Regions from separate parts of the Columba livia genome. Here region 2 is linked to region 1. A link is a contact called in public Hi-C data. All regions are on one chromosome and are shown on one strand. The core of a region is the stretch at or near the end of the contact, and the rest is flanking DNA. Distances in the headings are between cores, read along the strand shown.

What was found. Hi-C and Micro-C count contacts between places; a contact is called where the count stands out from the background.
Region 2: a Hi-C map of crop shows a contact between it and region 1, with 6 times the contacts expected there. The contact joins the promoter of RRS1 here to the promoter of DNAJC5B in region 1.

Annotation. Positions count from the first base shown.
Region 1 is chr2:126,039,877-126,042,576 of bColLiv1.pat.W.v2, reverse strand. It overlaps DNAJC5B (DnaJ heat shock protein family (Hsp40) member C5 beta), which reads right to left and starts at 1,421. Exons shown (of 4, transcript XM_065053678.1): 1 at 1,315-1,421. The coding sequence starts at 1,421.
Region 2 is chr2:126,203,047-126,205,746 of bColLiv1.pat.W.v2, reverse strand. RRS1 (ribosome biogenesis regulator 1 homolog) reads right to left here and starts at 1,325. Exons shown (of 1, transcript XM_065053686.1): 1 at 36-1,325. The coding sequence starts at 1,245. The coding sequence ends at 166.

The DNA.
Region 1 (2,700 bases), core at 172-2,671:
TTTGATATAGAAGATGGTTTCTGCAGCCAAGCTATACTACAGGGACACAGAAGGTGCAAGTCATGAGTGAATTTGATACTGTAGTAAGTTTATCCCCCAGTGGTATTATTATGCAAGTCAACAGAATCAGGAAATGTCAATAGTTTTCCTCCTATTGTGTGAAGAGTTTGAACCTTCACTATTTCTCCCACCTCCCTTGAATATACGCCTTTAGGAACAGAAAGCAGGAGAGATACAACTTGTTCAAAAACACAGAGGACAGAGTCTCAACAAAGTTCAGACTAAACGATGCAAGCAGATTTATTTCATAACTTCTTTTTTAGTTCAAATATATTCTTGCCTTTGAGAGGAATAGCAAGCTGGATTAAAGTTTGACTGGTAATACATTGCGACCAGCAACACCCAAAATGATGCTGTAATAAAAGCTTTACTATATTTATTAAAGCTGCAAGTGCATGCCTGACTTACTTCAATGTCAAGAACACCTACTTTACTCATGACATTTAAATTTCTTTCTTTTTTAATAGCAGCAGAACAGACTTAAGAGTAAAATGACCCATAAAATCTTCTAGTCTTATTTCTGGGTCTTGTTACATTTCAATAATAAAATACTTTTCACCAGTTTGATAACTTTTGTTTGAGCAAAACTTATCTTAAAATCCTCTCTTAATTTTCAATAGAGAACCTACGGTTTCCTGTGCCAGTGTGTTTTGATGGTTGGTTGTGCTCACTGTGAAAACCAGGTACCTCTTTTTCAGCTCAAACTGCTTTTAGATTCCAAGCACTGCTTTTGGTTATGCTTGCCTTTGTAATGTGAAGAACCCTATCACACCTACCATTTTTTCTCCTTCAAAGATATTGCACATTGTAAGAAAATAATCTATTTGGTTTCTTCTTTATCTCAAGATAAACTGATTGAATGCCTTATGTCTCTTACTCTAGTTCTTGAGTCGTTATTATAGAACTTTTCTGCATTGGTTTTACTCCTCAACATACCTCAGGAAAACATGTTTACACAAGAACTGGGTGCTGTATCCAAAGGCCACGCTTCGCAAGCATAGTCTGCGTTATTTTATCTTAACAGTCTGACCCCTCATTTAGCTACATTAAAACATTTTAGAGGAAGCATACAGATTGCCTGTGGGATGAAATTAATAGATTTAATTTGTATTATCTCTGTTTCTTTTCAGGCTCACAGTGAAAAAACGTAACAATGAGTGTCCACAGTGCAGGTAATTAAAAAGGTTTTACCATCAAAATACTGTTAGACACACAGGCATTTTGTAGGCATGTTGCAAAGCACGTTTTACATACCTGTAGGACTTCTTAATGTCATCATGTGTCGCTCCCTTCTCTAGGGCCAGGATTTCATATAATGCTTCTCCTGAGGTTGACAAAGCACGTTGCCTTTGTTCAGCCATGTTAGCACTGCATTTCCAAAGCTGTTAATGTAAAATAGAATTTAAAATAGCAGGACTGAAAGTATATATGAAAAATATCTCTTATTGTTCATTTTAATAGATTTTAATCAGGTAGTAAAAGGTTAAAAATACACTAAATCGAAACTAGAATAAAATCTTCTCTAAATGATCCTCCATCCCTTAAGACATTTTAAAATTACTTGAGAAAAATGGAAATACAAAAAATAAAGAACATAAGTTCTTGTCTTAGATATCACTGTTTATATTAAAGGCTTGATGTTGCTTTCACTGAAATTAATGGCTAAATTTCCTACAACATTAGTGCCTGCACATAGTATTTCCACTTGGTTCTATTTCTGTTTGTTTACACTATCTTTCCTAAGTCTTAGAAGAATAATTCCACTATTTGTTAAGGCTATCATCTTCTTGATGTGGGGAATAACCTAATGCAACATAGCAGTGAATTTTTGCTTTCTCAGCACAAGGGCACAGATTCAGCCTAACCAATTTTAATTACTCAACTAATCACTAAGTTGAGTGATTAATTTTGAAGCTTAGGCTCCTTATATTGTCAACAGACAGAGATACCTACTCAGAGGAAACTGATCAAGCACTTTCTCCCTATTATCTCTACAGTGTGCTCAGGATGTCCACATTCCCAAGACGTGCAGGTAGGATGAATCTGGACCTAGGCAACGAGACTAGATATTAAGAATTGACCTCATTATTATAAAAGTAACCTTTTATTGCAAACTTATGCATGGGAAATACTGACGCCGTTCAGGGTCCTATCTTATTTGAGATACCAGACTTTGGGTTGAATTCATGAGCTTGTGATAAATTTAACAAGGTGCCCTTACAGTATAGTGCAAATAAAGGCTAAGCACAGGCCGACAGATTTAATCCACTTCAGATCTTTTATTCCTTCTTTCATCATAGAGGCAAAGCAGACAAACAAGTGACTCTCCACTGAGTGGCTTTGGTACCTCCTTACAGTTCATAGTTCATTCTTCTGGATTTGAAGAACCAAATATGGCATGAAGAAACTCATACAAATCATAATTTAAACCACCAGGTATAGATAACTATCATTCATAACAGAAAGCTGCAGATCTTTGATGGCAGACTTGCCACAACAAAACTCTCACCACAACTTCTTTATTTCTTTGTATGTTGCACCCTTCTCCAAACGTTGAGAGGCGATCACAGAAAAAGCCTAAAAGTGAGTTGGAATCTCAGCCATAAGAAAAATTTCTGAGAATGTGTTTTTTTAAAGTAA
Region 2 (2,700 bases), core at 76-2,575, 160 kb before region 1:
TACTGGGCTGTCAGCCAAGAGCCAAACGCAGGACATTTTAGAAATGCCAGAGCGTGTTTATTGACAAACAGGTGTGGGAATAGAGCACCAGGCAGGAGGCTGGCAGTGACAGTCCCTTCCCGTGCCTCAGTGGGCATACCCAGCCCCATGCAGTCCATCCATCCCTCACGCCTTCTTCCTCTTGCTGCCGCTGGTGCTGCTGCCTGTGGGCCGCCGCTGCTGCCGCCGGGCTCCGCTCTTCTTGCCACTGCGGCCAACGTGCTGCCGCCGGCGGCCGCGCTTCCCTCGCTGCGACTGCTTCTTGCCCTTGGCGGCGGCCGCCTCGGCTTCCTCCTGCCGCAGCTGCTTGTTGACGGCGCGGGTGATGTCGAGGACCGGCTTCTTGCTGTTCATGTCCCGCAGCATCTCCAGCTGCCGGCCACGCTCAGCGGCCAGGTTGCCCAGAAGCGGCTCGAAGCGGCGCTTCCTGCCGCCGCTGCGGGACGGTGGCTCCGCCGGCTCCTTGGGCAGCCGGGGCTGGAAGCGGCCGAGCGAGGCGGTGGAGACGCGGGCGACACGGGCAACGTGGCCCAGCTCCTCCCGGCTCTGGTGGCCGGTGGGGTGCAGGGGCGCGGCGGGGACGGCGGTCCCGGCGCGGTGCGCGCGGGCCAGGTTGCGCAGGCGGTTCAGCTCGTTGCGCGCCACCCGCTCCCGCTTCTCCCGCCGCAGCCGGGCGAACTGGTCCTCCTCCGGGTCTGCGCCCGCCGGCACCTCCGCCAGCCAGGCGCGGGCCGGGTCGCCGCCCGCCCGCCGGTAGCCCCAGCGGCGCCGCCACTCCTTGGCCTGCTCGTCCCACACCAGCGCGGTCCGCTTGCGCCGCCGGATGCCCTTCAGCCGCGCGAACTGCTCCCAGCGGGTGGGCGGCCGCGGGCGCGGCGGCGGCTTCTCCCGCGGCAAGCGGAACGCGGGCTCGGGCAGCCGCGCCACCAGCGGCCCCCCCGGCCCGCCGGCGCGCTCGGCCGGCAGCTCCCAGAGCCGGGCCACCAGCAGCTGCGTGTTGTCGCGGGCCAGCGCCCGCAGCTGCGCCTCCCGCCGCGGGCCGGCCCCGCGCAGCCCCGCCGCCGGCGGCGGGTTCCGGTCCAGCGCCAGCAGGTTGCCCAGGTCGAACTCCAGTTCCAGCTCCTTCTCCACCGCGACGCTCCGCCGCTTCTCCGCCTCCTGCTCCTCGGCGGCCGCCAGCACGTCCTCCACCCGCACGGCCGCCATGGCGGCGGCTGGCCGGGCCGGGCGGCGCTCCGCACGTGGGAGCCGCTCCTGGAGCTGCCGCGCAGCCTTTCCGGTTCAGCGCGCCGGAACCAGCGCCTCCGCGCCCGGGACAGCGCGGTGCCTGCCGGGAGCTGTAGTCCGCGGCGAGGAGGGGTTCGGCCCGTCCACGCTTCTCGTTCCTGTCAGGAGGCGCCTGCCGCCCTGGCTTGGGGGCAGACGCTTGCCAGTGAACTGACCCTCGGGCTGGGGTCGCGTATGGGCCGGGGCGGCCCCGAGCCCGCTCCTGCCGCTGTCACGAGTGGGGCCGCGGCGGAGAATGTGTGGAGAGGGGAGGCAAAGGCCAAGAGCAGCTGGTGCAAGAGCGGCCTCCCTGGCGCTGGTGTGCCACTGAGGAGGCCTGAGGCTGAGAAACAGGAAAATACATTTCCAGTCGTGGGTTTGGGTTTTTATGGTAACTTACTGTTTATGTCTGACTCTTATTGCTGTGGAGCAGCACCTGTAAGTGCTTGTTGTGGGACCAAAATCCACATGCTGTGTTCCAGCTCCACAGAGATCGACTCAGGTCTGGAGGGCGACTGTCCCCGCAGAGAAGGGAGAGGAGGAACAGTGTTTGGAAAGCAGGATCACCTGGCAGATGTTGCATCAGGCGTAATGATAAGTGAGGTGATCGGGTGATACCGCGTGCACCCAAAGGTCAGCTGGGTCAAAGATACCTCTGTGCTATTTTTAAACAAATGAGCTGTGGAAGAATCCTTTTATAGCTATACAGTGATTTGGCTTGTGTGGCCATGATATTTTGAGCTGATGCTTGGTGTCCTAAAAACAAGCTCGTGATAGCACTTAACCGTAGCCAGGGAAAGTAATGTGAGATTTTATTCTAGATACAATTTTCTGCTAAGTTACATTGCATCTCTGCCTTTACATGATGTTGGACGTGATGGAAATTATCCAGAGTATAATGCCACAGCAATATTGTTGGAATGAAAATAAAATGCCGTCCTTGTAAAATGAAGACGAATAGCTGATTCTCAAATCCTAGAGTATCACAGCTTGTACTTTGTAACCCTAACGATGGTAAAGGCTTTGTTTTTTCCATTGTTAGTGAAGTTTTCAATAAACTAAGGCAGTCTATTTCCTAACGCCATCTCAGCAGTTCTGAGTATGATCCATATACCACGGAGCACAGAGTCCCTATGCATTTAAGCCCAGGTCTGATGGCACAGGCAGTTTTCCCGTTTACCACAAGATGGCAATGTGCTGGCTAATATTTCGTTCCCTTTCTTGGACGCTTCATACTCTCACCAGGAATTACAGATAAAATTGAAGACAGCTGTTTGAAGAGATGCGCTTGAAATATTCAGATTTAGTAATATATTTGTATTTTTTAACTGCATAAGCCAGGTCCACTGTTTCGACAGTGTGGTCATTACCTTTATGCTGACCCTTGTACCCTCC